Linked DNA regions of Zea mays: region 1 is linked to region 2. A link is a contact called in public Hi-C data. All regions are on one chromosome and are shown on one strand. Each heading gives the region's core, a stretch centred on a gene start, on an enhancer-like site or on the middle of the called end of the contact. The rest is flanking DNA. Distances are from core to core; before and after follow the strand shown.

Evidence for each region. Hi-C and Micro-C count contacts between places; a contact is called where the count stands out from the background.
Region 1: a contact with region 2 is called in a Hi-C map of leaf, with 2.3 times the contacts expected there. The contact joins the enhancer-like site here to the promoter of LOC542312 in region 2. A contact is called at or near these places in 4 of 25 Hi-C or Micro-C datasets (bundle sheath, endosperm, leaf and 1 more).

The regions. Positions count from the first base shown.
Region 1 is chr5:55,905,555-55,909,877 of Zm-B73-REFERENCE-NAM-5.0, reverse strand. No RefSeq gene overlaps it. Among protein-coding and RNA genes, the nearest start is that of LOC100191584, 10 kb to the left of the region's middle. Within about 2 kb of position 2,692, at least 20 of the 20 cell types and tissues checked have an H3K27ac peak or open chromatin away from gene starts, as enhancers often do. A contact at or near this core is called in bundle sheath, endosperm, leaf and 1 more, where this site is marked.
Region 2 is chr5:55,771,179-55,775,262 of Zm-B73-REFERENCE-NAM-5.0, reverse strand. LOC542312 (xyloglucan endotransglycosylase homolog 1) reads right to left here and starts at 1,354. Exons shown (of 2, transcript NM_001111897.3): 1 at 705-1,354; 2 at 1-579. The coding sequence starts at 1,259. The coding sequence ends at 1.

The DNA.
Region 1 (4,323 bases), core at 1,443-3,942, 130 kb before region 2:
AACATATATATACATCGTGTTGTATGCCTGTTTTTAATTTGAGACGGAGAAAAGTATTTAGATCATACTAGCTGCTTTGAGTTACGTAGCTAGGAGTAGGGACGACAGTGGAGTGGCGAGCTAGCGACTCGTGGCGGCACTTCGGGCCCCGAGTAAACTATCGGCGGTCGGAATATTCAGTCACGGCCTCACGGGCGCCCAACCGCCGACGTAGACTGTTGCCATACGGCGGCGGCCGGAATATTCAGTCAGAGTGAGAGACTTACAAGGCTACAACAGCTGGGATCACAAATCTAAACCTTGCTGCTCTACTCCAGAAACTAAACCGAGCATGATCAAGTGGTTGCTGCTAGCAGCGTGCCATGCATGCCAGTGTTTTCTCTCTCTCTCTCTCTCTCTCTTTTTTTCTCCCCCGGGATGGCAAGGGTTCTGCCCCAGTTTCAGAAGAAGAGAATCAGCCAGTGTATTAGCTGTGTAGTACGGACCCAGTTGGTTCTTGGCTGGCCAAATTGAAGGGACTCCTTTCATTGCCTGCACAGGGTAGGGTGTGCCTGAAAATGAAGTGCATGGAGACGACAGACGACAGCAGCAGCAGCATCAGTCTATAATAATAGTGTGTCGCCTCATCATGCCGCTTGGGGCTGGGGGCGGGGGCGTCCTGTGGTTGGATTGGATCCCTCTGGACTGTTCGCATGCATAATAAACGCAATCATAATCATGCGTATAGTAGTACAGCACATCATTTCATAAAAATATAAAAGAAAATAAAAATAAATATCACACGGGAGATGTGCTTGATTTACGCTGTGACTGGGATCGCTCAGAAAAGAAAAGAAAAGAAAAGAAAAGAAAAGAAAAAATATCACACGGGAGATGCAGCATCAGTCTAATGAGCTGCAGTTTTCGATCAGGGTCAGTCAGAGCAAGCAAACTCGGAGGACTGTTGCATGTAGTAGTATATATTTTTTTTCCAACGCTTGTGTACTAACAGTCCGAATGGACGTTACTTGTCTGTGCATGATTGAGCTAGCTAGCTGTACCTCTGCTAGCTGCGATGCGATGATGATAGTAGGCTTCACAACAGGTGAGCGGCTCCTTGAGATATTTGGAAACGTGCCAAATTTCAGTGTGCCCCCATGATGTTTATCCGGGTGGGGACACGGCAACAGTTTGCCATGTAGCGCGGCCGGAAAAAAATTTGATGCAGCCTAGCTGTAAACCAGATTGTTTGTAGTCCATCAAAAAAGAAGAATATGTCAATAACACAACTAAAACGTTATTTGGTGAGTTTATCCTTTTTTTTAGGGCTGCAAACAGCTTGGTTTGCAGCCTGGCTACATCAAATTTTTTTCCCCGCGGCCGGCCTGTGCTTGCTTTCTACCCATGATGCGTGGCGCGCTAAGCACAGTTTGCAGGCGCTGCCGCTGGAACTTTGCTGTGTGTTGTTTATCCACGTCGTCTCTGGCGGGTGAAACCATCATATCCATTTCTGCTGGTCAGGGGGTGCGTGGAGTTCGTCATGTGTTCTGCTGCTTACCACTCGAGTGCCAGACTAGCGCGGCGCAGAGACGGGGCAGGCAAACGTAGCGCCGCCTGCATCGCATCGCAATGCAATACGAATGAGTCCTGTCGTCGTCGTCCTCAGATAGAGTAGAGCACAGGTCGTAGCCAGACAGAGCAGACCATCCAGGAGCTAGCTAGCGGATGGAGCGAGTAGCACAAGTTTACTTAACCCTTCAAGCTCACTCGCAACCGCGCGCGCGGTTAATTGGGCATGGAGAATTGAAGTGTCATCATGGCATTTGGCTTCAGTATAGATGGCCAACAAACCGGCAACTATACTAGCCCAGTCACTGGTACTATACTAGTCGGGTTGGATCGTGTCTAGACCATTCTTTTTCGTGCTGTGTCAGAACTGATCCATCGTGTTAGTGTCAAAAGACCATCTATAGGCTTCAGCAACACATGCAAGTATGCAACAATGCAAGCTATAGGGCCACTCGTACGTGGGCTCTCAGCGGGAATGCACATTAGCAGGTGAAACTGCGGCGGCTGTAGGTAGGTAGAAGGTAGCGTCGCTGCCGCATCGTCCGTCCAGAACGAAGCGCACAATCTCCATCAGTGCCGGTGCATGACTCGATGATTGTGCATGCGGCGGTGGTACGGCTCCGTCGATCCCAGCCACTCGATCAGATCTCTGCCCACGAAGCGACAGAGGACGCGCCCGTCCATCATTAGCTCGCTGTCAGCCACTCGTGCATGCATATGCATTGCGTGGCAGCAGCTGAGGGCAATGATCACCGGCCAGGCGGCCACACAGCCGGGGCTGTGCATGCATCCACGGCTCCACGCCCACCATGGGCTGCTCGTCGTCGCGTCAGCAGCTGGGGGCGCTGCGTTCGTCACGACTTGCGTGCCGGCAGGTGGCCCGGCGCCAGGCAGGCCTCGTCACGACAAATGCCATGCTCGATCGGTCGGTCTCGTGCCGGGCGCAACTCGACGGCAGCCCCAAGGCCGGCGGAACTGGACAACAGCAACCCGCGGAGACCGGAGCTGCAGCAGCCGGTCCTCCGTGGACCATGAGTATATAGAAAAAAAATGTCATTTTTTTCGCCAACCCACTAGGCCGCTGCTCTCGGTTGGTGAACCATGGACGCCAACCTCCTCGGCCCATAATCGGACCATAACGCGGGAAAGTTCCGTCCTCAAGGAACTGAGGCTTAGCCCAGATAGTGAGAGAGAGATAGAAGATTTGGCCCGCTGGTTTTTCCGTGTGTGTTCGCATGCTACAGAGAATTGCAATAATCGATGGTTCGTGTGTGTACTGGAAGGTCCCCTAGCCTTTCCGAAAAGTCCTACTTCGTTTTCGTTCGCTAATTTCTGGTTTGGATTTGTGATTTAATTTCCGATCTCTATTCCATTGCGAAGAAAAAAAAACACACACACACACACCTTCAACACCCGCACGCGTGCGCCGTACCTTGCTGGCCTCGCGCGAACCGCCCTGTCGCGTGCTACTACTACACCATGGATCTACATCACGCCGGTGATCGCTGTTGAGTATACTCAGTGGTAACGAGATTGAAAGAGAGACAAAATGACAGTTGTATCCGCTTTATTGCAGGGAAGACAGATTTATATACAATAACAGGGGTCATCCCCAAGAGGTGTGTCCTTTGGGGATGTATTCGTCAAGCCCCTTGGATTGGTCACAAAATATTGTAACACTCCCCCTTTATCAATCCAAGTCCATTTGATCATCTGTCAGCTGTCTTCTAAGATATTATCTCCTCAAAAACCCTGTGGGAAAAATAAGGAGTACACAATGTCTTTTGGATTATGAGTATAACTCACACTGACCTCCAAAAGAAAAATATGCATGTAATCATCATTCATAAAAACCTCTGTGGGGAAAAGTCAATGATGAAGCATATAGCTTGGTTGATATTACCTCATTAAAAACTTTGGATGAGAAAACCTTAACAAGGCAAAACTCATACAAAGAAAAGAGTATAATATGATGGTACAAAACAGGTCGAATATCACGGAGAATTACTCCCCCTGATCTTGCAAGCACTTAAGTCTTCTCATACCAATCACCTCAACACATTTCTGAAAACGTTGAGTATGGTAGAGATTTTGTAAATAGATCAGCAAGATTATCACAAGACTTTGTTTGCAAGATGAATAATACAATTTAGGAGCAATATGCTTATTAATGTTGCTCCTGATATAACCTGTTTCCATCTGAACAACACAAGCTTAATTATCCTTATAGATAATTGTCTGTGGTTCAATTGAACCATGGTATGCCATTGTTCTTCCATGGACCTCTAGCCCAAAGAACAATAATATGTCTATAGTCATCATCTCAAAAACCCCCGTGGGGAAAATAAATGATGAGACATATAACTCAGGCTAATATTTCTCCAAGATAATCTTGCCAGAAAATCTGAGAAATCAACATATTAGCTGAGTCTCCTTAAAAACCCAGTGGGAGAAATAAGGAGAGTAGTCATACTCTATTGTTGATTCATTTGAACTCTAGGGAGATAAACTCATCCTAGTTCAAATACAACAATAACTATGTCATAATGTATCATCCTTGAAAATCTCTACGGAAAAAATAGATGATACGACATAGGCCTTGTGTTGATGTTGCCTCGTTAAAAACTTTGAATGAGAAACCCAAACAGGGAGAAAACTCATGCAAAGAAAAGAGTACAACATGATGCAGAAACAAGTTCTTCAGATCAAGAGGAAAAACTCCCCCTGATCTTGGCAAATCACTAAGACATCCCATACATGTTCTCAAACACATTA
Region 2 (4,084 bases), core at 105-2,604:
CTACTTGGCCGGCGACGAGCACTCGGGCGGCGGGCCCTGCGGGAACCGGTACTTATCGGTGCAGTAGTTGTAGATCATGTAGCTGGCCTGCGCCCGGCGGAGCTGCTCCTGGCCGGCGCTGTCGAGCTCCTGCGACATCCATGCGCCGTTGGAGCGCGCGCAGGCGGCGGCGTCCGGCGCGGTGCACCCGGCGGCGGCGTACCCGCGGTACGACGCGACGAAGGGCGCCTTGGACCAGTCGGTCCGGACGCGCCCCCCCTGCGTGGCCCACTCCTCCGCGTCCCACACGCTGGCGTACACCCGCATCGGCTGCGACGTCGGGAACGGCACGGTCCCGTCGCCGCGGCGCCGGAACTCCCGGATGGGGACGCCGTCCACGTAGAAGACGACGTGGGCGGGGTTCCACAGCACGGAGTAGGCGTGGAAGGCCGCCGTGGGGTCGAACCACATCCGGAACTGCTGCTCCCGCCCGCCCTTCCCCTGGCTGTACACGTTCGTGTGCACCGTGTACGGCTCCCCGCTCGCGTTCCCCAGGAACTCGAAGTCGATCTCGTCGTGCTGCGAACCCTGCGACGAAAGCTGTGCGCGTGCGTGCGTGACCGACGACATGTGTTCAGCGCGCGAGAGAGAGAGACGACAGCGAATATATACGAAGCTAGGACGAGGAGGCGGCGGCGGTGTAGTATGTACGTAGTAGTACGTACATAGAAGGTGGCGACGGTGCCGGCGGAGTCCCCCGGGACGAGCTTGAGCTGCATGTCGAAGCGGCCGTAGAGGTACTGGGCCTTGGACTGGAAGCCCGAGCCGGAGGACCTGTCCATGGACAGCGTCAGGAGCTGGCCGTTGTCGAGGATCTTGCCGCGGCCGTCGCCCCAGGTGATGTCCACGTCCTGGTAGAAGTTGCCGCCGGCGCTCGCGGCTCCCCCGTGCTGCAGCAGCAGCACCGCCGCCAGAATCAACGCCTTCATGGGAGCTCGCTCGCTCGATCGATCGATCGATCGGTTCACTTCAGGCTTCAGTTCGTCTCTCAGCAAGACTGGCTGGCTGCGATCGATCGGCAGGACGATGGTGCGTGCGATGCGACGACGACGACGACGAAGAGGCGACCGAGCCGCGGTATTTATAGCTCGCGCCGGCCGGATTGACGCTTCCGGCCGGGCGGATATATGGTTGGATTGGACCAGAGAGGATGATCGATCGGTCGATGGATCATATCGTCTCGCAACCCAGGGGTGGCGTGAGCTGGCTGCGCCATCCATCCGATATGATGGCTTGCGCCGCCCGTCCACGACGCCGACGTTGACGCGGCGGGGCAGACGTACGGAGCCACGCACACACGGCTCTTGCCTGGATCGATCGGCTCCAGGTTTGCGTCCGGGCATTCGTTCGTTTTGTTCGGCCGGGTCTCTATCTAGCTGCGGCGTGCGACGAAAGCGCCCAACGGCGGCACAGGATTGTTCGGCGGGCGGGCGTGTCCGCGTGTGTGTTCGCGTCAGGACGTCAGCTGTTTCGCTCGCGCACAGCGGAAGAGGGAGGAGGGATCATGAAGAGCCGTGTGCGACCGAACCGAGAGCCTCGAACGCATTCGCATGCAGATTGCAGCTAGCTGCGCATGCCATGCATGCATGATATGCATGGTTGTGATGAAACTGCTGGCAGAATGGATAATCTAGCCAGCAGCTTGCCTTGCATTTTGGTCGTGGTATTAGCAAAGTACTAGAGGAACAGTGGTGGGTGGTGTGTTAGGCGGCGGATTATTAGGAGCAAGCATATGATTGGGATTAGGTAGTACGTACGTATAGTATGCTGGGCTCCATCTATGCACACGTCCTGTTCATTCTTAGCTATCTTTAGCGGGGAAATTTATGGGACTGTTTAACTGCCTGCAGCACACACACACGAAAATGAATAATAAAAAGAAAAAGAAATTGAAGACGATGGGTGAGTACTTCCTTCTTGCAAGGTAGTTTTGTTTTTTTTTTTTTGTTAAGTTCAAACAAGTTCAGGTTTGATTGATATATAAAAAATTACTAACAGTACTAAAAAATTAAGCAATATCAGATTAACTACGTATGAATTACATTTTCCTAGTAATTACAATCGTTTAGCAACCTAAAAGGTTACATTTTACGAATTAAAAGGCTGGAATCGAAGGAGTATCAATCACAGTACAGTGTAACGACATGCATATATGCATGGCACACATTGCACTATGCATGCATCACATTCCAAAAGGGATGAACCGATCCCGGCCAATTTGCTGCTGCTTGTTCCGTAGTGCATCACGGTATACATCGATCGATGTATATGTGTTTATCGTCTCTGCGAATGGCTCGTCCACAGCAGCCTTTCAACCATCTGAATAATGCGCCACGAACGCACTGGTGGCATGCACTGCAGCAGTATTTCTGGTCGGTGACTCGGAGACGACGGTACGGTCTGCCGTATCGGATGCTGTTACTGTCTTTCAAAATCATCTGACTGTATATCACGCACAACGTACACACGACTTGGATAAGAAATAACAGCTAGCTAGCTAGCGCTCCAGCTGTAGCTAGCTGTGGACATTGCTATGTTTTAGAAAAATTCTGAGAGTCTGACTACCATGCCTACATATATATATAGCCGTTTACCGCCAAAAAAAAATCCAACTCTTGAGCATGCGTTTTTTTTGGAAAGTAAGGTTTGATATCTTTTATGGAAAGTAAAGAGAGCATTATATATGTTTTTTTTTCTTTTTTGTTATACATTATATAAACTAAAAAGACAAATTTTATAAGACGGTTATAGAATTGCAAGTGGAAGGAAAAAGAAAAGTGCTATCCTCTTCTTTGACGACAATGGCCAAAGGATTGAAGGAGATGAATATATGCTCGAACATGCTACTAGTTATTATGCTAAGCTTTTTGGCCCTGCACCCCGGGGAACCTTTTCCATATGGATGACTTCATTCACTACCGGACACAACTTCTCTGTCGAGTGTCCAGAAAACACTCGACAAAGTCTTTGCCGACTGTGAACTCTCGGCAAAAAAGTCTCGGCGAACTGTACATCAGCAACAACTTTTTTTGCCGAGTACTTTTATGTTGGGCACTCGGCAAAGACTTGACTTTGTCGAGTTCCGTCTGTTACTCGGCAAAGAAAAGTCGCCATGGGAGACCTCTCTATATAATTTATTTAGTTATTTTGTACGGAAGTTGCATCAAGTAATAAAGATGTGTGGCATTGTTTTCTGTTAGCTATAGTCTATATGGTAACATTATAAAAATCCGTTATAGACTATATTATTAACCTTGCTTGTAGGCAGGCCTCTAGAGGGCTAGCTAGGGGAGTATCACTGCACCGACTTGATCCATCATCCATGCAGAGATACCATATCACCTGCACCTGCCCATCCCGTTTCACCTGCATCATATCCACACACTACACACACTACTACTAGCTCCCTGCAGGCAGCTATATAGCTCTAGCTAAACTTATCTATCTCCCGCAAAAGAAGAAGGCAGCAACAGCAAGCAAGCAATTCGTGCAAATAGTATTAGGCCATGCATGCATGCATCGACCTACGCCTTCATCTTCATCACACCCGTCTCTATCGACGGACCAAGTGGTAGTGGAGGCGCCAATTGCTGTTGCTGGATCGACTTCAGAATGGGCCGGTCACTCGCCACCCATCGATGGATTGCTTTGCTTTGACAGAAATGACAGGTAAATTAAAGATAGGCACCACTCTCCGTCCCACCGATGTCTTTTCTGAACCCGAGCTACACTTGTGGGATATGTATGGACGGATACGCCGGCCGACCGTTCTTTCTCTATGGCCGGCCGTCCGTCTCCATGCCGCGCCCGCGCGCCACCAGCACAACTGATTGAAAGCATGATGTGGTCGAGAGTATATGCGCTACTCCTATCCCATTGTTCTCGGCCACCTCACAAAGGCGTGGATATGGGAGGGGGGGCACCATTTTCTTGTTTACTTTGCTGACCCGACGGTCCCTGGAGGGACACGCACGCACGCGTGGGTAGCTTTTTGGAATAATACCACGTACTATCATAGCTGATGGGGAAAAAAGCTAGGTTTATC